Linked DNA regions of Mus musculus: all the other regions are linked to region 7. A link is a contact called in public Hi-C, HiChIP or PLAC-seq, capture Hi-C and promoter capture Hi-C data. All regions are on one chromosome and are shown on one strand. The core of a region is the stretch at or near the end of the contact, and the rest is flanking DNA. Distances in the headings are between cores, read along the strand shown.

Evidence for each region. Promoter capture Hi-C pulls out the DNA fragments that hold promoters and counts their contacts. A called contact is a pair of places that touch in the nucleus more often than the background predicts. HiChIP or PLAC-seq counts read pairs in DNA pulled down with a chosen protein or histone mark. Capture Hi-C pulls out chosen DNA fragments and counts their contacts.
Region 1: a Hi-C map of olfactory sensory neurons shows a contact between it and region 7, with 5 times the contacts expected there. The contact joins the enhancer-like site here to the promoter of Nf1 in region 7. A contact is called at or near these places in 2 of 39 promoter capture datasets (hematopoietic stem and progenitor cells and pre-B cells), 6 of 484 Hi-C or Micro-C datasets (CD4 T cells, CD8 T cells, embryonic stem cells and 2 more) and 2 of 115 datasets of contacts at active chromatin or transcription factors (memory CD8 T cells and microglia).
Region 2: a FOXA1 HiChIP or PLAC-seq map of pancreatic cancer cells shows a contact between it and region 7. The contact joins the enhancer-like site here to the promoter of Nf1 in region 7. A contact is called at or near these places in 2 of 39 promoter capture datasets (hippocampal neurons and neutrophils), 5 of 115 datasets of contacts at active chromatin or transcription factors (embryonic forebrain, embryonic hindbrain, embryonic stem cells and 2 more) and 1 of 9 other capture datasets (liver).
Region 3: a promoter capture Hi-C map of stem cell-derived epiblast-like cells shows a contact between it and region 7, with 3 times the contacts expected there. The contact joins the promoter of Rab11fip4os2 here to the promoter of Nf1 in region 7. A contact is called at or near these places in 4 of 39 promoter capture datasets (hippocampal neurons, liver, pre-B cells and 1 more) and 3 of 115 datasets of contacts at active chromatin or transcription factors (large pre-B cells, memory CD8 T cells and pancreatic cancer cells).
Region 4: a contact with region 7 is called in an H3K4me3 HiChIP or PLAC-seq map of bone marrow-derived macrophages, with 5 times the contacts expected there. The contact joins the enhancer-like site here to the promoter of Nf1 in region 7. A contact is called at or near these places in 6 of 39 promoter capture datasets (the 3T3-L1 cell line, the C10 cell line, embryonic stem cells and 3 more), 3 of 15 datasets of contacts at CTCF or cohesin (the NIH/3T3 cell line and pro-B cells), 4 of 484 Hi-C or Micro-C datasets (cerebral cortex, embryonic stem cells and nephron progenitors), 27 of 115 datasets of contacts at active chromatin or transcription factors (the HPC-7 cell line, VIP interneurons, bone marrow-derived macrophages and 17 more) and 4 of 9 other capture datasets (adipose tissue, embryonic stem cells, liver and 1 more).
Region 5: an H3K27ac HiChIP or PLAC-seq map of embryonic stem cells shows a contact between it and region 7, with 16 read pairs. The contact joins the enhancer-like site here to the promoter of Nf1 in region 7. A contact is called at or near these places in 3 of 39 promoter capture datasets (the 3T3-L1 cell line, embryonic stem cells and hematopoietic stem and progenitor cells), 1 of 15 datasets of contacts at CTCF or cohesin (the NIH/3T3 cell line), 3 of 484 Hi-C or Micro-C datasets (bone marrow-derived macrophages and embryonic stem cells), 20 of 115 datasets of contacts at active chromatin or transcription factors (T-cell acute lymphoblastic leukemia, bone marrow-derived macrophages, cardiomyocytes and 9 more) and 4 of 9 other capture datasets (adipose tissue, embryonic stem cells, liver and 1 more).
Region 6: a contact with region 7 is called in a capture Hi-C map of embryonic stem cells, with 2.6 times the contacts expected there. The contact joins the promoter of Nos2 here to the promoter of Nf1 in region 7. A contact is called at or near these places in 4 of 39 promoter capture datasets (the SN4741 cell line, cranial neural crest, embryonic stem cells and 1 more), 6 of 115 datasets of contacts at active chromatin or transcription factors (bone marrow-derived macrophages, embryonic stem cells and large pre-B cells) and 4 of 9 other capture datasets (adipose tissue, embryonic stem cells, liver and 1 more).

What each region holds. Positions count from the first base shown.
Region 1 is chr11:79,697,035-79,699,983 of GRCm38.p6, reverse strand. It overlaps a transcript of Rab11fip4 not described here. Among named protein-coding and RNA genes, the nearest start is that of Gm11205, 6.1 kb to the left of the region's middle. Within about 2 kb of position 1,688, at least 27 of the 459 cell types and tissues checked have an H3K27ac peak or open chromatin away from gene starts, as enhancers often do. A contact at or near this core is called in memory CD8 T cells and olfactory sensory neurons, where this site is marked.
Region 2 is chr11:78,885,519-78,888,552 of GRCm38.p6, reverse strand. No RefSeq gene overlaps it. Among named protein-coding and RNA genes, the nearest start is that of Nos2, 34 kb to the left of the region's middle. Within about 2 kb of position 1,367, at least 225 of the 459 cell types and tissues checked have an H3K27ac peak or open chromatin away from gene starts, as enhancers often do. A contact at or near this core is called in embryonic forebrain, pancreatic cancer cells and stem cell-derived neural progenitor cells, where this site is marked.
Region 3 is chr11:79,673,513-79,676,744 of GRCm38.p6, reverse strand. Rab11fip4os2 (RAB11 family interacting protein 4 (class II), opposite strand 2) reads left to right here and starts at 1,659. Exons shown (of 3, transcript NR_045898.2): 1 at 1,659-1,692; 2 at 2,266-2,412. All of the region lies in intron 3 of Rab11fip4 (RAB11 family interacting protein 4 (class II)), which reads right to left.
Region 4 is chr11:79,029,604-79,032,882 of GRCm38.p6, reverse strand. The region is part of intron 10 of Ksr1 (kinase suppressor of ras 1); the gene reads left to right. It overlaps Gm11201 (predicted gene 11201), which reads right to left. Exons shown (of 6, transcript NR_045873.1): 4 at 2,150-2,236; 5 at 1,743-2,022; 6 at 1-440. Among named protein-coding and RNA genes, the nearest start is that of Gm11201, 7.6 kb to the right of the region's middle. Within about 2 kb of position 1,697, at least 118 of the 459 cell types and tissues checked have an H3K27ac peak or open chromatin away from gene starts, as enhancers often do. A contact at or near this core is called in the HPC-7 cell line, VIP interneurons, adipose tissue and 7 more, where this site is marked.
Region 5 is chr11:79,007,090-79,010,191 of GRCm38.p6, reverse strand. No RefSeq gene overlaps it. Among named protein-coding and RNA genes, the nearest start is that of Gm11201, 15 kb to the left of the region's middle. Within about 2 kb of position 1,596, at least 25 of the 459 cell types and tissues checked have an H3K27ac peak or open chromatin away from gene starts, as enhancers often do. A contact at or near this core is called in T-cell acute lymphoblastic leukemia and embryonic stem cells, where this site is marked.
Region 6 is chr11:78,919,517-78,922,664 of GRCm38.p6, reverse strand. Nos2 (nitric oxide synthase 2, inducible) reads right to left here and starts at 1,878. Exons shown (of 27, transcript NM_010927.4): 1 at 1,670-1,878; 2 at 288-443. The coding sequence starts at 397. RefSeq lists cis regulatory regions at 1,882-2,048, 2,657-2,676, enhancers at 2,051-2,071, 2,601-2,868 and a promoter at 1,676-3,148.
Region 7 is chr11:79,338,601-79,341,802 of GRCm38.p6, reverse strand. It overlaps Nf1 (neurofibromin 1), which reads right to left and starts at 1,911. Exons shown (of 58, transcript NM_010897.2): 1 at 1,744-1,911. The coding sequence starts at 1,803.

The DNA.
Region 1 (2,949 bases), core at 439-2,938, 360 kb before region 7:
CTGCCTCCAGAGCTACTAGGCCTATGGCCCAGTTTACCCAGAAAACTTGGCCAACTGCTGACCCTGTCAACCCACCCAGGCAGCCAAGCCAGGTTGCAGTGTTCCCACCCTCCTTCCCAGACCTCTCTTCTTCCTCCTGAGTGAGCCCCAGGTACTCACTCCTAGCCTACCCCTCCCGCCTCAGCCTCTTAGACCACCCTGTTAGGGAGAGGTGCCCCAGCTTCAGGGCTCCACATATGCCACGCCTTCCCCTTGGGGCCTCTCCAGGACTGGAGTCCCTCCTCTCACTTGAACAGGATCTTACTGATCCTGCTCTGTGATGAGTCTCCATATCAGCAGAGCCTGAATTCTGGGCGACTGGCGAGCAGGGTCCCTGGGGTGGTTCAGTGTCCTCATCTAGTAATAAGCCACCCTTGCAAAAGCACTTCAACTCTACCTGGCACTCAGTGGGCCCTAAGTACATGTGAGCCGGCGCAGCCTCTCCGTGTGCCCAGAGTCTGTGACTTCTGTGCCGTAGATAAAACTGCAAACCATGGACTGAAAAAAGATTTATCATGGGCTGGCGAGATAACTCAGTGGTTAGAACACTGGCCGTTCTTCCAGAGCACCTGTAGGCTTGGGTGTCTGCTGGCAGCCCTGGAACCAGGAGTAGGTGGTATGAACCCCACTGGAGTCTTCCAGTGTTCGGTACAAGGACTGGTTCAAAGCAGTATGATGTCCCACCAGCCCCGCATGGGCTGGAAAGGGCTATCAAGCAAGCTGGACTCAAGACAGAACAGAAAGACAGAGAAATAAGGGGACATGACAGGGAAAGGGGTCCCTTATCCCCAGATCTAGTCTGTATATTGTCTGCAAGAAACAAACACTGCTACTGAGAGATGAGATTGCAGCAGAGAAGTCCCTTGGTGATACAGCCTACCTGTGTGGTCTGTGAACTTTATCGAATGCCCCCTCTCCCTTGAACCCGAGCAACAGGCTCCATAAACCACCGCACCATTTCATTTGCAAAAGGAGAATTTTTTTTTTTTTTTTAAAGATTTATTTATTTATTATATGTAAGTACACTGTAGCTGTCTTCAAACACTCCAGAAGAGGGAGTCAGATCTTGTTACGGATGGTTGTGAGCCACCATGTGGTTGCTGGGATTTGAACTCTGGACCTTCGGAAGAGCAGTCGGGTGCTCTTACCCACTGAGCCATCTCACCAGCCCCAAAAGGAGAATTTTTAAGATGGGAAGTCCATTAACCAATTTATAAACATTTCTTTGTTGTTTGAAGCTGGATCACATTCCTTTAATCCCAGAACTATCAAGCCAGAGGCCAGCAGACCTCTGAGTCCAGCTTGGTCTACCTAGTGAGCTCCAGGCCAGTCAGAGATGCACATTGAGACCCTGTCTCAAAAAAAAAATTAAAAACTGTTAGTTTGCGAACAAGTCCCACTATATAGATCCTGCTGCCTGTGATCTCACATAGATCTACCTGCCTGTGCCTCCCAGGAACTGAGATTAAAGACCTGTGTTACTGTATCCAGCCTACCGTAATTTATAATTTATAAACACTGAATCTATTTGTTACATTCTTTGAGCATTACAACTTCACAAGCCACAAAACCACATATATAGCTACTGTTATGACACTCCACCTGAGTGGCGGTCCAGAGGCAGCAAACTCAAGCTCCAGGGGACTGGGTCAGGTTGCCATACTAACCACACGGGAGGACCTGGTGAGCATGTGGGTGGCAGGGGTGGGGCTGGAGGGGTACATTTCCAGTTGTGTTTACTCCCACGCCTTCCAGCACTGTAGTACAGGTGACAATTTCTTCAGTGGGGCTGGGGGTGTGTGAGTTGCAGCTTCTAAAGATAATGTACCTGTGAACTGAACATGACCGTATTTGGGTCCTGCCTTTCTCCCCTGCATCACCTCCATTCCCTCTCCCAGTCCCCCACAGAAGTTCACACAAGTCAGGCACAAAAAGCCAACTTTTTATTTACACTGTGGTCTGTACAATACAGTTCCTTGGAAGGTGCCCCCCACTGAAAGCCTGTTTCTGGAGAGAACAGAGTGGAAACAAACAGTTCAGGGCCTGGGCTGTACCCCATTCTCCCTTCCCTGGGGCCTAAAGTGGAAGCTCCTTCCCAAGCCCAAAGCTAAGGCCATCTGCAACCACTGGCTTCTGAGGCAAAGCCCCAGATGTAATCCCTGGAAAGGCAGAGCCTATCTGCCTATAGCTTCTTCCACCTGGACCCCAGAAGGCCCAGCCCCATGGGAGCTGAAGCTGGGAGGCAGCCGGCCGAGAGTCCTCAGCGCACTCTGTCCTGTGCAGGTCCTGACGTTGGTCTGGTGATTAATGGCACTCTGGTCTGAGCACCAGCAAACAAGGAAGGGCTGGACAGGTAGTGACAGCAGGCAGGGACAGTGGCAAGTGACTTCCTTCAGCACAAATCAGGGGAGACACGAGAGGCAATGGCCCTAAACCCAGATGTATTGCCAAGCACTGGAAACCACATGGCTGGGGCTTCCTCCAGAAGAGCCATGCACAGAGCTTTGTAGACCTGTCACCTCCCTGCTAGGGCCAGGGCCTCATTTTAAAGGAAATCTGTCTTTTATAAATACCTGAACCCACGAGGAAGAGGTTTGCGGGAGAGGCTGGTCTGCACAAAGCTACCCTTGTCTGGGATGCAGGGCTTCTAAACTAGCTGCAGGTACATGGGGATTAAGTGGTCCCTATGCTTAAGATTGTAACAAAATCCTGTACAAAAGTTACCAAGTCAACAGAGCTGGGGAGCTATGGGAAGTCGGCCTGGTGTGGGGTAAAGTGTTTGCCAGCTGGCCTCAGTTGAGCCATATGGCTGCACACGTGAGTACGCACAGGACTGGGGGAGATGGGGGAAGGGGACGTACAAAAGGGGGCAGTGGGTAACAGAGAATCCTGTGTGGTGGTAACAAGGTA
Region 2 (3,034 bases), core at 118-2,617, 450 kb after region 7:
GAGAGCACAAGAGGATGTTGGATCCCCTGGAGTTAGAGATACAGGTAGTTGTGAGTCACTCAACATGAGTGTTAGAAATTGAACTTGGGTTCTCTTCCTCTGGAATAGCAACTAAATACTCTTAACTACTAAGTTATCATCCCAGTAAATTTTAATTTTTTTTAATTTGAGAAGACTAGGAGATTAAGTTAGCCACATCAATCTGGTTATATGGATACACAGTGGCATTTCAGGTTATTCATTAGTACTCATATTTTATCTATTTTGTTTTGTTTTTAAGATTTATTTATTTATTTTATGCATATGAGCACACTGTTGCTGTCTTCAGACACACCAGAAGAGGGCATCTTATCCCATTACAGATGGTTGTGAACCACCATGTAGTTGCTGGGAATTGAACTCAAGACCTCTGGAAGACCTTAACCTCTGGAAGTCTGTGCTCTTAACCACTGAGCCACCTCTCCAGCCCCTTGTTTTGTTTTGTTTTGTTTTGTTTTTTTTTTTTTGAGACAGTTTCTCTGTACAGCCCTGGCTGTCCTAGAACTCACTTTGTAGACCAGGCTGGCCTTGAACTCAAAGATCCGCCTTCCTCTGCCTCCAAGCATACTGAGACTGTGGGTGTGCACGAGCACTGGCCAGCTAGTACTTGTGTTTTTTAAAAATGTTACTTATTTAATGTGTATTTGTGTGCACCATATATGTGCAGTGCCAGAGGAGGTCTAAAGACAATATTGGATCCCCTGGGACTGGAATAACAGGCAGTTGTGCACCACTAAGTGACTGCTGGGAACCAAACCTTGATCTTAATCCCTCAGCCATCTCTCCAGCTGCTAGTTCAAAAGAGATGGCTACATGGAGCTATGAACTAAATTCCTTGCCACTAAAGGAGGAAGAGAAAGGAAGGGGGAGGGGAAGGGAGGGGCGGCTAGGAGCAAGAGATCTGAGAGCAAGGTATCTGTTTTTAATTCTGCGCTCCTCCCTTGTGAACGGCAGGGTTTATTAATCCAAAGAGGCTGGAGGACCCCCCTGCAAATGCCCATCATGGTTGCTAGAAGGGTTGCTATGATACTCAGCCTTTGCATAGGCAATCACAGTACCAGCAGCTGCAAAAGAAAAGGCAGCCAGAGTGCCCCAGAAACACTCTGTCTTTGAATATAAAATCAAACATTGCAACTGGGCCAGCTTGTCTGCTGGTGAGGGTGGAAGAAAAGCCTAGGGCCGGGATGTTTGCCTCTGAGCCGGGATGACTCTTCCTAGAGTTGTCAGGCCTGGCTGGTTTCCACTACCCAGCAGGATTGTGCTGTGACAATGCCAAAACAAGCAGACTGGGAATTCCCTCCAGCTGAAGCCTCTGCTCAGGCACTGCGCTCCACACTGGTGTTTTCACTTTCTCTTTCTCCCCAGCATCACACGGGGTAATACAGCATTGTGCAAGCTGTAGCAGAAACAAGCTTCCCGGGGGGGGGGGGGGGGGGGGGGGGGGGGATTTTGGGTGTCTTGTATTATCTTCACAAAGCTCCTCTTTCTGGAAGTCCAGTTGAGGTACCGCCTGCCTCTGAACTGATGTTGAAAGGATCTGAGCCATGGGTTCAGGCCTGGTGTGGGTGATCAGTTAGAAGTGAGTGACCTCATTAGACTCCACAGGCTCATGTTTCCATGGTAAGGCCCAAACCAAACCACAGGCTGTCAATCAGGCCTCTGGGCAAGAGAGGCCACAAGAGAATCTGTGAGGCTGCCCACCCAGTGATGGAGCCCCTGCCCTCAATTCTGGCAAACTCCAGCTGCTCAGGTGACCCCAGTTAGAAGAGCAGGTGAGTGAGCCCCTGCCAGCTGAGCTGCCCCACTCCCTAGATTTGGGTCCCTAAGACTATTCTACTCTCCCCCTGATCCCATCCCACCTTACTGGCTTGCCCATGGCCACACCAGTCAGAAGAACAGACTCCAGCTGCTCAGGTGCAAGCCACACCCATCAGAAAAACAAAAACCACCCCCCTCTGCTGCACCAAAGGCCAAGCAAGTTACCAAAAGTCCAGCCCCAAACCTGGTCAGAGATTCCCTAGTGGTTCAGAGTTCAAATAAACTGCTAAGAATGCATGCCACGGAAACCAAAGAGGAATCAGAAATCAAGGAGCAAAGCACTCATCCAACAAGGACAAACTCAGAAATCAGCATCTAGACCTACAATCATCCCAAATCCAGATGCCTAACTGCCAGAGTAGGAACACAGCAGCCAGAGCAGTGCGACACCATCAGAGCCCAGCTATCCTATGACAGCCAGACCTGAATATTTCAATGCAGCTGGAGCGCGAGAAGATGACCTTAAAACCAACTTTACGAAGATAATAGAGGCCTTTAAAAAAGAAATGGGAAAAATAAAATCCCTTAAAGAAATCAAAGAAAAGACAAGCAAAAAAAAAAAAAAAAAAAAAAAATTGAAGAACCTGTGGTCTAATGTCCCAGTGACCTGCTGGGTGCCTGCTTGCTCCTCTGAAAGTGCTTCTGAAAGAGTGTGCGCCCCTCCTGCTCTGCCTGATTCTCAAACCCATGAAAGGTTTATATGTCATCATTTCTATTCTTGCCTTGAGTTCTAAGAAGCCCAGATCAAATCCCCCCTCCTCTCCGTTGCCCTCTCTTTCTGACAAGATCTTGCTATGCGGCTTGGCTGGCTTTAAACCACCAGTCACGAGGACCAGGAGCTGGTTTGTCAGTTAAAATGTTTGCTTCCCAAGCAAGTAGATCCAGAAATCTAAATGCATGCCCAGTGGGTGTGGTGACCCACCCATAATTCTGGCCTTGGTAGGCCAGAGACAGGATTCTCAAAACAAGCTGGCTGCTAGTGAGACTAGCCAGAGAAAGTTCTGGGTTTGATTGAAAGACCCTGCCTCAAAGAAACAAGATAGAAGCCATCTTTCCCTCAGTTTCATGGGCAAGCCATGGTTTAATGAAAACTTGGCATACCCTCTCCTCTAAAAGCTCTTTTGACTACTTACTGCCTTTCTCTCCATGTCTTCTTCCTTCCTTTGACCAAGCCAGC
Region 3 (3,232 bases), core at 410-2,909, 340 kb before region 7:
CTCATTAAGTCCTGTGTTCCTGGACAAGACTCTACCTCCACAAGGCCCTGGGATTTCCCCTAGAGAGCAGGGACTGTCATTTTTGCCTGAGAGGCTGCATGACAAGTACCAGTTGGCAGCTATGAAAGCTTAAAGAAGTCAGACCTGGCGTGGAGAGAGACTGGAGGCTGTCTGCTCAGGGACCAGGTTGTCTCACCTGCCATAGGTCCTTGGCTGGTCAGCTAGCAAGAGCCTGACAGATATATATGGTTGGGCCTGGGGAATAATTCCAAGGACAGGGATTACTGGAGACAGTACTGAGCCCAAGTCCCAGGAAATAGGACCCAGCTACATCCCCGGAGTGCCCCCACCTCCATGTTTCCACTTAGTCTTCTCATCTAGGGATGAACAAAGCCGGCTCTAACTGGAAGTGGTTGCCAGAAGGCACACAGGCTGCCCAGGCAGCCCCTCTTCAGCCTCTCTAAGAGCTGTGTTCCCCCGTCAGAAGGTCCCACGGTCACCCTTTCCTCTGTAAGAAGTTGGAAAGGGCTGAATTCAAGGGCTGCTGAAAAGACCCAGTATCAGTACACGTGCTGGGCTGTCCAAGCCTCAGAGAGGCTCACAAGGGCCCACTGTCCCCGCTGTGCAGGCAGGAGGTACAGCAGGACCCAAACCAAACAGCTTCATTTGGTATTTACCCTCATCCACCTAGGGGGGTGGGGGTGGCAGAGGGGGAATCTCAAGGTCACACACCCTAGGTTTCCTGGCAGCGAAACAAAGATGAACAGAGAACACAGGCGGTACAGAGTGGCTACGTATTTCCATTCCCTACAAGGGCAGAGAGGGTGAAGTGGTGGCCACAGGGAGGTCTACATCCTGACCCTCAGCAGCTAGCACTCCAGGAGCGCATGACTGAGCACGGCCTGAATCAAACTGCACTGCGCCACAGGACCTGGACGACCATCCAAGGAGCATCTAAGGCAGTGTTTCTCAGTCCTCCTGACGCTTAAAACCGTTTAAAACGCAGTTCCTCATGCTGTAGCAACCCCCAACCATAAGGTGATTTTGTTGCTACTTCAGAACTGTAATCTTGCTACTGTTATGGATCAAAATGCAAGCGTCTGTCATTTCTGATGGCCTTAGGTGGCCCCCGTGGAAGGGTCGTTTGGAAACCCAGGAGGTTGCGACCCACAGCTTGAGAACCACTCACTGACTCACTGATCTAAGAGTTTGTTGTGGCCGCTGTCCAGCGGCGTGACCGCTGGATGAGGTGTTTCATCTCTGAGCATCCTCGATGCATACACGTGACCAGGATTGTCAGAGGATCTAATTAAGGACAATGGCTCACTGTCTGAGGACACTGAAAACATGACAGAGAGATGGTGGGCGTTGGGGACATGATCTAGAGTGGGTTCCAGTCGCACTCCACTACATATGAGCACTGTGGCCTGTAGGTTACTGAACTACCCTACCCAGTGCCTCAGTTCCCTCACCTCCACAGCTGAGCTAACCATAACTGGAGTTCAGTGAACTGGCAACTGTTCTAAGTAATTGTTCTTAGAATGCATGGGAAGGGCTTCGTGAGCGATTACTGTCATTAGTAGGTTAAGGGACGGTCTCCAGGGCCACACCTGAGCATTCCGAATTCTATCCAAGCCCGGGGAGGCTTCCCTCTGACTGACCCCTCGGTGATACACTGGGGTGGACAGAGAGGTAGGCTGAGCTCTAGGAGGCCAAGTTAGGTTTTCCTCCCTGCACCAGGGTCCTCTCATGCCCACTGCCTTGGCAGGTCTGCCTGCACATTAGTCACAGCCTGTAATAAGTGTTAAGATGAGATGTTGCCTGGAGAAGGGAGTCCAGGAGGCCCTGAGGTGCGGGCTCATCCACCCCCAGCTCTGGCAACAGGCTCCACTCCGCAGGCGGTGACTTGGAGCCAAAGCGCAGCTCTGTGGGGACAGGGCTGGGTAAAAATAGCCTGGGCGGGCACATCTCAGCTTCCCTTGAAAACCAGGCACCCGTGGGTACACGTGGATCTCCCCACTGTAGGGAAGGGGCTGTAAGTGGGCACAGGCCAACAATGGAATCTCTTGTGTGTGTGGCCAGTCAATACCCTGGAGACATGGAACAGACCAGGGTCATGATGGGTTTTTCCTTTGGGTGGCAGGAACCTCCCCTCGAGGAGGGGCTCCAGGTCCCAACACCCCAAATTCAAAGAGGGTGGGCTAGGACTGCCTACAGTGACACACACCCTCATGACCCCCCCATACTTGGCTGTTTTTTTCACAGAGACATGACGACCATGGTGGCTGTGAAGCAATCCTGACAGTAACTGACTTCCCCTGGGGCTGCCAACCCTGCTATACACACACTGACCGGATGCTTGTCAGTGGCTGCCTGGTGCCAATCAAAGGTCAAAGGTGGGATCAAGTTAAGGTTAGCATCCAAGCAAAAGACCAGAACCTTGACCTACCTCCAAGTCCAAGGGAACCCACAGGAGAACTGGTCACTCTGCTATCTCCATTGCTCTGAGAGTAGCCTTAACCTGTGAGATCGAAGCTCTATGGCCCTGGGCTTCCTATTTTGGTGCAGGAGGCGAAGGTTTAGAAGGCAGGACAGACTACCATGTTTCTTCCCAGACCTACCCCACCTGCACCACGCCAAGAATGGCAGCCAGGGCAGGGTTTGGTCCCTGGGCTCCAAGTCTACTCCTGAACCCCCGATGAGTCTCACCTTAGGTCAAGACAACCCCTCAGCAGGAGCCCTCAGGTGACAATCTCTGTGCAGATATTCCAATGTTAACCTCAGTTGGAACTCAGTTGCAACTCGTCTGAGGACAGGGCCGGGGAGGGGGGAAGGGCGCCGCAGCAACAATAGATGCTTCCTCTTTGGTTTCAAGTCATGCCGGGATTTCTCAGGCCTCTAGTGCTATTTACACAGACCATGGGCACACAGACCTAGCCAACCACTGCCTGTGGAAGCCCACACAGCTTTTCATCCCAACTTCAACTGCCTCCCAGGTCCCACACCGGTCTTAACTCCCACCTGCTGACAGGAAATGGCAGAGATTAGGTGAAGATAGCACACTGTAGCTCCCAGAAAAACTTAGAAAGGAGACATCAAACAGCCCAGAGCAGAGCCGAGATCTGTTCCAAAAGGTCTGGAGGCATGAGCAGTGTTAAGGGATCTAAAGAGCCAAGTCCACAGAGAGGGGCTGGCGTAAGGTACAGCACCAAGAAGGAGGGTCTGAGGTAGA
Region 4 (3,279 bases), core at 448-2,947, 310 kb after region 7:
CTGGGTCTAGCTACGCAAAGACGATCTCACATCCCTTCCTGTGCCACCCAGAGACCATAGGGAATTAAAATAAGGTGGTCACCACTGAGCAGGTGAGGATTCCGGGCCCTGGGGCAACCCTGGAGGAGCAGAGCTGAGCCCAGCTGCCCTCAGAAGCTATGCTCAGATCCCGGTTGCCCCGGAACTGCTGGAAGAGGCCAGGATTGCATTCCTGTCTTACCATTGGTTCTGGTCAGCCACACTGGGCTGCCCTGTCTCCAGGGTGCAGAGCAAGGCCCACTTACCTACATGGCACTTAGCTGTCACCTTGGCAAGAGATGTCAAACCTCAGTCCTGGGCTTATCTGGTCTTTAGTCCTAATGGGAAATGCTGCACAGTGATGTTCCTGTTTGTTGTAGCCCACAGGATCCAGATCAGTCCCATCACTGGTTCCTAGAATTCTAAGCCCAGAAAGACAAGAGTACCACCACACCCCTCAACCCTTCACCTGGCTAATGAGACCGACACTAACCCTATATACAGCCAGCAGCTGGCCAAGCAGCCTCTGGCCCATTGGGGACTTTGGGACTTCTCTTGGGGGTGGCAAGGGGTAGGACTCTTCCGTCCCTTGTTCTTGTGCCTTCCTTAATATGCATGTGGCTGGATTGCTCCTAACAGTGCAGTGAAGTTTGTGCCCTGCGTACCACCCCACCCTCTGGTTTAACACAGCCACAGCCCCTGGATTCACTTCCTTTCCTGTTGCTCTGCCTTTACTCTCTGAACAAGTTCTGTTTGCTAAACCATCTAGTTTGGGTTTTCCACAGAAGGGCCAGTTTGAAAAGCAAGGGACACACACACAAAAAAAAGTCTTTTTTATTATATTGATCGGACCCTTTCCACTAACACAGATGACCCATAAAGGAGATGGGTTTCCTTCATCCCTTATGCAGAAGTGTCACCTTCTCCATGATCATAGTGGACTCACAGACAGATCCCTAGGGAACTGAGAAGGCTTGAACCCCTCCCACCACCTACCTGTCCTGTGCTGTCCAGGATCCTCATAGCTGTCCTGCACAGGAAAGCCTGGGCAAGCTCATATATCTCCCTTGTTCAATAAGGCACTGAGGGGTTAACTGCCTCCTCAGTCCCCAGAGCCTTAGCATGGAGTAGAGCCGAGGTTGGACTCTCCTAGAGTTCCAACTTCTTGCAAGGCCAAGGCAGGAGAATGGGGCCCATGTGTTTGAAACCAGCCCAAGCAAGATAGCAAGCATCTCAAAAACATAAGCAAGTGGTATGTCATGGTTCTAAGTCTGGAATCACAGCACTTAGCCCGATCCAGAACTCAGGCAGTGAGGTTAAGCTGTTTCCGGGCGGGGCCAGACTGAAGGGAACGAGGCTTTTCTGCACACACCATTGAACCTTGTCAAAGCCACTGATCTCCCTACTCTACCTGAGCCTCCTGACTCAAGGACATCTTTCTAGAATAAACCTGGTCCGAGCTTTTCCCCCATGCGCACTGGCCAGGGCTGTGCGGCTAGGGAACCACCGAGCTGGTGTGCTGCCGCCCCATCTCTAGTGCAGCATCACCACTCGGGGCTATCCACGCCCCGACTCTCTCCTAATTTGGGTCTCTTTCCTGGATGGCTCCACCTTTTCTCACCAGAGCCCCTGGGGCAGAGCCGCCTAAGCCAATAACCAGTGCCTGCTCCCCCCAAGCCCACGCCCCCCCTCCTCCCGCGCTGCCTGTGCACTGTGTGACTCACCTCCTCTTCTGTTTAAAGCTGCCTACTTCATTCATCATAGACAGCAGTTTATCTTCCCAGGTGAGTCTTCTGCGTGGGTCCACTAACTGCCCCTTGCTGGGACCCTCTCCTTCCCGCCGGGTGCCTTCTCCCCACACGTTTGAGTCCACTGCAGCTAGGCAAGAGGTTGCGAAGTCCTGGAGGTGTGGACCTTCATGTGGGCAGTACCTTGCTGGATGGGACTCTGGAGTCTGTCCATCCTCCCTAGTCTTTTACAGGGAACTGGTTCAGGGTCACACTGCTGTGAAGTGATAAGAGACAGATAAGAAAGCAGAACTCACACATTTGCAGAATGAGGGAGAGGAACTGCTTGCTGATGGTGCCTGGTGAATAATGAACAAGGCAAAGCCAATTAGGGAGAGTCTTACAGGCATTGGCATCTGTCAGCTGGCTTTGCCTTTCCCAGCCTTAACACACAGCGCCCCCTGCTGGCCGTCACTGGAACTACCTTCTCACTGCAGAAAGTTTGAAGAAAAAAAACTTTCATTCAATAAGGCATGGATTGATTCCCTCCTACAAAAAAAAAAAATCTATTTTTGCACACCTGTGCATTTGGCCATACTTCTTCACCTTCTGTCTGTATAGGATCAATGCTTTTCTCCTCCCGCTGGAAATACAGTATTTCCACACAGTGGGCTTTAGCTGACTCTAATAGTCTTTTTTTTCCTCTGGTTTGCCAAGACTGGAAGACTCAGTATTTGGGTATTCCAGGCCTTTCTATCTCCCAGATCAGCTCCATTCAGGAACTGAGTTGGAGCATTTGGCAACCCTTATCCCTGTAACGCTACTTGGGTGTGATCGCCAGCTGTCACAGCTTGGGAGATCCGCCCCTTTTGTATGATCCCCTACCTCCCAAGAGCCTTCCTAGTTACCATCTCTAGGCTATGTATACTAGTGTTCCTCCCCAACCGAGGAGCCACAGTGCTTTTTCCTGAATGGCCTGTTTTGTCCTGAAGGTGGGCGTAGAGCCCCATATACCAGTTGTAACAGGGACAGGTAGGAACAGACTGCACAATGTACTCTTAGCTTCCAAGAGCAGGTGTGAGGCTTCCCAGACGTCCGCCCACACCCCCACTTCCTACACTTCATCTAAGGCATGTGTAGCTTCTGGAATGTTCTGAGCACGTGTGGACATGCTGGCCTGGTAGTCTAGAGGCCATTATAGCGGTAGCCGGAGAGGCTGGAGATGTTTCTGAGGCCCGTGGACTCCCAACACTGACCAGGATGTCAGGCACATGTGTGCGTGCCCCGTTAAGAAGGCCCACAGCTTCTGTCAGAGTTTGGTTCCGCGGGCTGAGAAGGAAGGTTTTTGTCCGGGCAGGGGAGGGACTACTGACAGCTTGAGCAGTTTCTACTAACTGATCCTCTTTGTTGAAAGAGGGGAGCACTGACCCCTACCACCACTCTTCATGTAGCACTTCGCCTCCACTTTTGAGGGGACCATCTATTTCTGGTGCCCTAGAGGCGGGTCTTTATGCTACAACTAGACTACCTAGGG
Region 5 (3,102 bases), core at 347-2,846, 330 kb after region 7:
TATGAGAAATTGAAGAGTGGCGAGCACTTACTAACATGCAAAGCCAGGATCACATTGATACAAAGCCCATATTTTTAAAAGCCTAGAAGAACGCATCATGATAAACACTGATGTAAAAATCCTCAAAATCAGGACAGTGTCTGGTTTGGCTCAGCAGGTAAAGGTTTTGATTACGCAGTCCTGGTAACCTGAGTTTGATTGCCAGAACTCAGGTAGAAGCAGAAGCAGAGATCCGACTCCAAAGCATCGCCCTCTGACCTCCACACAGTGTGATGGATGAAGACGACCGATGAAGACAATGACGAAGAAGAATCCTCAACAAGATGCCAATGAAGTTTAGCATATTAAAAGATTATTTGCCAATCCCAAATTGAATTTGTTCCTGGAAAGCAAGGGTGGTTTGATGTAGGAGCCAGATGCTGAGATCATAGGTTTGTGCCACTATGTCTGGTTACTTCCCCTGAATTTTTTTTTTCTGTGTGTATGTGTGAGTATATGTGCATTTTCATGTGTGTGCAGGTACACATGTGTGAGCATGCAGAAGTCAACCTAGGGTGTTCTTTCTTATGAGATATCCATTTTGTTTTGTGAGACAAGATCTCTTGTTGGGACATGGGGTGCACACAGAAGCTGAGTTCTTAGCCTACAGCGCATGGGAGTGAAGAAGGATTCATCCTCATCTGAACTGGTGTTCATTCTGGTGCTGAGGGGAACAGGGACCCTAAGTGTCTTAGTTAGGGTTTTACTGCTGTGGACAGATACCATGACCAAGGCAACTCTTATAAGAACAACACTTAACTGGAACTGGCTTACAGGTTCAGAGGTTCAGTCCATTATCATCAAGGTGAGAACATGGCAGCATCCAGGCAGGCATGGTGCAGGAGGAGCTGAGAGTTCTACATCTTCATCTGAAGACAGCTAGAAGACTGGCTTCTGGGCAGGTAGGATGAGGGTCTTAAATCCCACACCCACAGTGACATACCTACTCCAACAGGGCCACACCTTCTAATAGTGCCACTCCCTGGGCCGAGCATATACAAACCATCACATTATGCCTACCTGGGTTGTAAGTGTGCACGCCAAATTCATGCAGTCGAGATAATGCAGCCAGCAGCAGATTAATGAGCTCTGGAGGAACCATGAGACAACCAGTGCCTCTAGGCATCTCTGTCTACTCGGTGGTGATGGCCAGGGAAGGCATTCATGCACCGAGGCATCGATTCTTCCACTCACCAGCTGCCTGAGTGTTCTCTGAGTCTTAGCTTTGTCGGTTACTCTACACTGGTGCTGGGAGCTGAACTTGAAATGTGAAATTTTCAATACAAATTTTCCTTGTGCCGAGAGCTGCTCAAAATGCAACCTGGCATCTGATCAATACTGGCTCCTTTCCTGGGGATGGCTACAGGGCAAACAGGGGAACTGTGTCCCATGAAACTGGGTAAAAGGAAGGAGGGACAGGACAGAAGGACAAACAGAAGACCACCAGCAATGTAGGCCAGTGACATGAAGGGGGCAGGTCAGATGAGGGCTACAAGCAGGGCGGATGTGACCTCAGTACAAACACCCTAGCATCTGCCATCTGCTATTGTTCCTCCCAACAGAGATAAGAGCCTCAGGGAAAGAAGGCTCAGTTAACCTTTCCCCACTGGGAGCATGTCCGCCCTGTTCTCGGGACTGAACAGTTTGCAGGTGTTTTACAGCTGGGGCTAGGGTTCACTTAGTAGAGTGCTTGCCTATCATGCATGAGGTTCCATCCTTAGTGCCAAACACACTGATGCATGTGGTGGTGCACCGCTGTAATCCCAGCACTCAGGAGGCAGAGGCAGAAGGATCAGGTATTCACTGAGACCAGCCTGGACTACAGGAGACGTTGCATGTATGTGTGAGTGTGTGTGTTTTATACTAAAAAGATACTTCTGCTGTTTAAATGGGCAGGTTAATGCTGTCTCCTTCCCCTCTGATTTCCCTGGCATTGTGTGTGCTTCTGATAGTGTTGAGGCCATGTGGGTATGAAGGGTGTGGCTAATGGAGAGTTCAGTGGGACATCAGTGTAATGGCGCAGGCTCCAGAATGTATTTGGCTCATGAAATAACAAACTAAAGATGGTGTAGGCTACTGTAAAGGGGCTGGAGCCCACATCATGGTGGAGCTGTCTGCCTGGCCCTGGCTTAGCAACATCCAACCTCTTTCAGATGAAAGGACAAACTCATGTAGTTTCCAAGTCTCTCTAGCTGGGCACTTTCTGTGAAAAGCTGTCAAACTCATTCCAAACCATGTAATGAACTTTGAGAAAATCACCTCCCGTCTCAGTACCTTAGTAGTATCCTCCAACAAACTAGAATGAGGCTGGAGTTTGCCTTAGTGGTAGAGCATTTACATCTGCTTCCTGAGTGCTGGGATTAAATGCCTGAGCCCCCTCTCCCTCCTAATTTGAGACAGGGTTCCATAGTAGCCCAGGCTAGCTACATTCCCCAAGTATTCAAGGCTGTCTTTGAACTCTTGAACTCCTCCTGATCTTCCTGCCTCTACCTCCCAAGTACCTGTTTTATAAGTATCTATCACTACTTGCACAAATATTCATTTCAGACACTTGGATTGCCAAGACTTTTCAGATGCTTATAAAGGCAGGCTGGGGCTGGTGAGATGGCTCAGTGGGTAAGAGCACCCGACTGCTCTTCTGAAGGTCAGGAGTTCAAATCCCAGCAACCACATGGTGGCTCACAACCATCGGTAACGAGATCTGACTCCCTCTTCTGGAGTGTCTGAGGACAGCTACAGTGTACTTACATATAATAAATGAATAAATAAATCTTAAAAAATAAATAAATAAAATAAAGGCAGGCTGGAGGGACTGGTGTGGCTAACCTTTTCTAAATTATGTGACTGTTGTGACTGTTTTATACAAACTCTTCTTGGGGGGAGTTGGAGGCTTGAAAGAGTCCTGACAGATCTGATATTTAACATACACCCCCCTACACACACACACACACACACACACACACACACACACACAAACACACACACACACACACACACACACACACACACACACACACACACACAGAGTTTATTTCACCAAGTTCCTACGCAAAGTGCCCTGGC
Region 6 (3,148 bases), core at 629-3,128, 420 kb after region 7:
CAATCAGGACGTCACTACTGAGCTGACCACTAGGCTCTCCAGTCTCCGTTCTCTCATATTCCCCTTCCCCCTTCCTTCTTCCTCCAGAGAGTACAGACTCACTCAGGAGCAGCATGGGGATCCTGGGCCTTCCTTGTCCACACCAAGGAAGGTGCATCAGACTCCAGTAGAGTATTACAAGCAGGGCCTTGGAGACCAGACTCTCTTAGGTGGCCCAGAACAGAGAGAGGCAGCAGGGGCCTGGAAGCCCTGAGGAGAAAGCTGGAAGTGGGAGAGAGGTTGCTTACCTGAGAACAGCACAAGGGGTTTTCTTCACGTTGTTGTTAATGTCCTTTTCCTCTTTCAGGTCACTTTGGTAGGATTTGACTTTGAAGAGAAACTTCCAGGGGCAAGCCATGTCTGAGACTTTGCACTTCTGCTCCAAATCCAACGTTCTCCGTTCTCTGAGGAAGGGGAGGGAGGCTGTGAGGTGAGGTTGAAGAAGAGCCTAACAGAACAGAGCCTTCTCACGGGCGGGCGCTAGTGTCCCAGAGAATGGAGACAGAGCCCAGCTAAGGCTAGCACAGAAGTGCTCTCTCTCCATGCTTGCACTCGGCAGTTTTATTTGGAGTTGAAATCTTGTGGGACAGACTCCAGTTCTACAAAGACACATAACAAACCAAACTTGGGATAACTTGGGATGCCACATAGCCACCTACCAAGGACAGCAAGCATCCACAAGCTTCCTTAGGACAATTCAGTTTCTCTTGGCAGGAGTTACTCCATGGCCTCCAGCAAGGTGGGCAGGAGCTGGGGTCACTAATACAGGAGTGTGTGCATCTGCCTGACCCTTCCTGCCACCTGCTGACCAGAGAGAGGGGCAAGCACTTGTCATTAGTACCCTTCCCTCTGGACCTGCACTTGGGGCTAGCACTCAAGTCCTGGCCACCTTTCCTTTGATTTGGGAGTCATCACGCATCCTGAGCCAAGGACACTAGGTCACATGTTCCTTCTTCTTCTTTGTTACTTGAGAAGAAGTCAATGATTTGTATAAAAGAGCATTAAACTCTCCAGAGTTGAGATTATATCCTTTACGAAAAAGACAAGAAATAGAAAGTGGAACTGCCCTGAGAGTATGTGGCTTCTCCTTGGCGAGTGCCCTCCCTGAGGAAAGATATACTTGGAAGATACGGGGGGGGGGGGTACAAGAACCCACCTAAGGGGAACAGTGAAACTCAGAGTCCCGATGAACTGGACCCTACCCTGAGTTTTTCTAGTTACTCATCTAAATCAAGTTAGTTAACTGAAACTCATTGCTTCACTCCTAAAATGGGATTAATAATAACCATCTTATCAGATCTGGGTGGGGCAGAGGGCACATCTCATAAAGATGAGTAAAGTAAGCTATATGTATTAACACCACCCCCCCCAGCCTATTCGGAGCTTTCTAGAAAGTTTATCCTTTGTAGTGTAATCACCACAGTAAACATTTGCAGAGAAGAAATCTGACCACACGCCCTGTTCAACTGGCAGACCCTTCTGTGGGTGTGCTTCTTACACCTTCCATATCAGCTTCAGTCCAGCCACAAAAAGAGGGGTGGGGTGGGGGGAGAAGGGAAAGCCTGGTTTTCTGGGCTTTCCCAAGCAGGAAGACACTCCTAAGAGCAGCTGTCCCCAACACAAGACTCACCTTGCAGTTGACTAGGCTACTCCGTGGAGTGAACAAGACCCAAGCGTGAGGAGCCTCAGAAGTGTCTCTAACAGCTCAGTCCCTTCACCAAGGTGGCTGAGAAGTTTCAAACCAGTGACACTGTGTCCCGTGGGGCCAGAGTCTCAGTCTTCAACTCCCTGTAAAGTTGTGACCCTGGCAGCAGCCATCAGGTATTTATACCCCTCCAGGCTCTGCAGAGCTATTTTGCATAACTGTTCCCAAAGGGAGAGTCCCCAGTTGGGTGTGCAAGTTAGCTCATTCATGATGGACACTCCTAGTCTGTGTGCTTGATTACATCACTCTGTGGTGTATCCTCATGCAAGGCCATCTCTTCCTGGTCGCCCGTCCAAGGCAGTGGCCCCTAGGCAGCACGTAGTCACTTCAAAACTGGGACTCACTAGGGAGGGAGGCTGGCTTTTCTTAGCTAAACCACATACCCTGGCTTGCAGCTGCTGAGGGATTTTGTTCTGGGCACGGAGCTCTCTGGCTTTCTGTCTGTTCTCTCAGTGAGGTTAGATGGTGCCAATATTCCAACACGCCCAGGACACATTCATCAGGAGGTTTTCTAGAAAGGATGGAAGGCAAGCTGTGGGCACAGATGCCGTCTGACCAGCATTTCCCCACTAGTAGTAAGTCAGCTTGGGCAGAATAGTGGATGGGCTGTGCTGAGTGAAGCCTTTTTATTTTTTTTCTCAGTGGCATTCTCTCTCTCTCTCTCTCTCTCCCTCTCTCTCTCTCTCTCTCTCTCTGTGTGTGTGTGTGTGTGTGTGTGTGTGTGTGTGGTGTGTGTGTGTTTGTATGTGTGGGTGACTTCTTATATATAGGATTATAATGTCCTACCTGGGTGTGGTGGCATAAGCCTTTAATCCCGGGATTCAGGAGACAGAGAAAGGCTGATCCCTGAGTTTGGGCTAGCCTGGTCTACAGAGTAAGTTCTAGGATAAGCCAGGAACACTACACAGAAAAACCCTGTTCTGAGAAACAAACAAAAACGAATAAATTATAATTTCTTACAATGCTTCCAATAAAGCATTCACACATGGCATGGAATTTTCCATTATGAAAGTGAAATATTGACAGTGTTAGGGGAAAAGGAACAAACAGAGAGAGGGAAAATCCCCCTAGCACATCCTGCCAGGGTCCACTCATCTTCGCATGGTCCCCAAAGTCAGCTCAGCCTCGTGTTTTGCCCTTGTCTGAGGTACACAGACTAAGTCACCCAAAAAGTGTGTGGCCTCAATAGTTGGGAGAACAAATAAATTGTTGATTGAATAAATGAATTACAAATCAAGTAATTGGGCTGGGGAGATGGCTCAGTTGGTAAAGTGCTTGCCTTGCATGTACAAGGACCTAAGTTCAAAAGCTGGGCATGGGTTGGTGAGATAAGGAATTTACACACACACACACACACACACACACACACACACACACACACACACACAAACACACACACACACA
Region 7 (3,202 bases), core at 662-3,161:
GCAACAAGTGCTTTTAACTGCTAAACCCACCTCTTTAGCCCCTTAAATCCCTTTTTTTTTTAAGTTCTACACAGCAATTCTTTTCTATCAAGTTTAGAATCTAACATTCTACTTAATGTTCTACTGAAATCTAATGCTCTATAACTGGACCAATTTACACAGTAATATTTACTTCTTCAGGCGGGTTACAACAACAGTTTGTTTTGATGCCTTTTGGTCTGGAAACCAAATGAATGAAGTCTCTGATAGCTACAAAATTTTATCTATGTAGGTTTGTTTTTTTTGGGGGGGGGGTGTTGAGACAGAATCTCCCTTAGTAACCTTGACATCCTGGCATGTAGTCTGTAGACCAGGCTGGCCTCCAACACACAGAGATCTACCTGCCTCTGACCTCCTGTGTGCTGGGACAAAAGTCATATAACCACCACATTCAGCTCTGTGTAGGTTTCCCAGTGTCCTCTGGGTAGACTTCCTCTGTCGGATAGGTCAAAAGATTGAGTCCTATAAAAAAATGTCTGCTGGTCAAATTAAAGAAGAAACCCTTCCCCTACCTGTCAGCTCCCATAATCAGTTTTGTGATTAAACCCAATAAACAAAAGAGATTGGTTCAATTCTAAACAATTCTCTCATTAGAGGACACCCCCTGGCAGAACTGCAACAAAAAGCAACCATCCTTTAAACCAGCCCCAGCTATCTGTAGATAGCATCAAATTAAACTAGTTCTCATGGACAAAAGGCTATGTGTGGGTTGTCTACTCATCAGCCTTAGAATTTTATGTGTGGAAAACTCAGCGAATAAAAAGCAACCTTCCTAAACTACAAAACTTTTCCCTCCATCCCAAGTAGTCTCAATGAGGGTTCAAAGAGTCAAAAACAAGTCAAACAACAACAAACCATGGTCACAATTATTGGCCCTAGGACCACATCCTAGCTGTCTGTCTCTGCTGTCTAGTCTGTAGCTAGATTTTCCCTTTGCTTTCACCCTTCTCCCCTTACTCTTGGAGTCTCACTTAGGAAAGCCAAGATTCATTCTGGGGCTGCTGGCAAGCAGGGACTGGAGAGGGGGGTGTGATCATCAAGCAAGGAAGGGGGAGGGGAGTCATTTCAGAACTACGGTTTCCCCTGCAAACGCAAAAGGCAACCTTGTGTCATCCGGCTATCAAGGATGCTGGTGTGAACATCATCCAGGCAAGCTGACGCCCCGAGCAGAAAAGTAAGAAAACCTGTGCTTTCCCTACTCCTGCCCCCAAGGGGCAGCTACAGAAAATGGGGGTGGGGCAGGATATTATCTTGCTCCTACTGGGGATGCATACACAGACTGGGGGTTCCTTCGGTTATCCCCAGTTACGAGGATGGGGGGGAGGGGGTTAAGGGAAGAGGGAACCCCTATCTACCTCCTTCTAAAAGGGGAGAGTTAAGAGAGAACCATTAAATCCAGATGGAGTGGCCCTGAAAGCGCCCCCAGGTCACTCATCCCCGCACCAAGAGCAAGCGGAAGGGCTGGGATAAAGGGGATGGAGGGCTGGTCACGGGCAAGGCCCCACCCCCCCGGTTTAGGAGGGAAGGAGAGCCCCGGCTCACAGCCGAATCCCCGGGCAGTCCCCTAGCGTCGCCCCCCCACCCCAGCCCTTCCTCGGTCTGCGGAGCCCCCGGCAGCCCGAGAGGCAGCCGCTCCTTCCTCCCCTCACCCACCGCGTCCCCACCCCCACCCGCTCCCACCTCCTGCCCGCCGCGGCCCGTTACCTGCTCGTCGAAGCGGCTGACCACGGCCTGGACCCATTCCACCGGCCTGTGTGCGGCCATGTCCTCCCGGCGACCCGGGGGCGGTGGAGGGCCGGCGTCCGGGGCCCGCCTGAGGGCGGGCGGGCGGCCGGCGCGGAGGTGAGGGCAGCGGCGAGCCGAGCGGCTGAGGAGTGCGGGCAGCTAGCGTTCCCACGGGGGTGGGGACGGGGGCCCGCGCGGCCCGCCGGGAGGGGGACAGGGGAAGGGGGCGTTGGCGAGGAGACTGGGGGAGGGGTGGGGAGGGGAGCCCGGGGAGGGGAGGGCGCCTGTGGGTGGCTCTCCCCACTAGCGCCGTCTCCCCTCAGCCATCACAGTCCGAGACGCCGCCATGACACCCCACCGGAAGTGGGATCCTTTCCACGGCTCGGGGAGAGGGAGAGCGAGCGAGCTTGAGATTGAGAGCGCGGCTGGGAAAGGGGAGGGGGAAGCGAGAGGGAAGGGGCCTGCTGCGCATGCGCCCGCGGCCGGCCGGTTTCATTAATGAAAAAGCGAGTCCTCCTGGAGGTGACGTCACCTAACTCCTCCGGGCCCGGAGGCGCGCGTCCCTCGCTGCCGCGGGTCTCCCCACCTAAACTGGCGCGGGGCTCTGGCCAGAGAATCTGAGCCGACTCCGGTGCGTAGGCTGTCATTGCCACCGCCGCCTCGAACAGCCCTTCCCCCGCTGGCCTCCGGGCTTGGATCGCTCCCGGGGTTAGAAGTTAGGGTGTCCTGAGGCTAGGCTTTCTCTCCGACCGCTGATCTCTGTCGCTGATCTGTCCCGGAGGCTGGAGTCAGTCTCTCTCCGCTTTCTTCACTTAAAAATGTAAGGCACACACCGCCACGCAGTCGATGGGGCTTCTGAAGGCTGCTGAAAACGGGTAAAAAGAAGGCCAAGAGAGATTCCGTGATTTTTTTCTTTTTAATGTCGCTTAAATTCCAAAGCAAGGCCCAGTGGTGATCCAAGTTGGAGACTAGAATTCCCCAATCCGAAATTCCTCAACTAAACTGACGGACAACCAAGTTAATAAAACTTTTTGCACGGATGATAATTCAGATTGAAGACTAGTTCACCATACTGTAAAGACCTTTAAAAGGCCTAACATTTATGCATTTCAGCCTTTCGAACAAACCTTTCCAGTAGGACTCAGTAGCCTGACCTATCTGATGAACAGAGCACTGGAGGTTCCAGGATACATGCCCAAGGGCTGATAAGTACCAAAATGGTTTGACTCTAAGAACAAATCGAGAAGGATGGCTCTCCAGAAACAAGGGCCTTCCCAATGCCCAGAACCAGAGTTTGAAGGACTTGTGTGGAATTGGCTGTGCACACTTACAAAAGAGGATAAACCCAAAAGATAGTTTGCTCGGGGCTAGCCTGTTCTACTTGGGGATTTCCAGGCCAAGCAGAGCTACAGGGTGAAGCTCTCTACTCATCGGATGG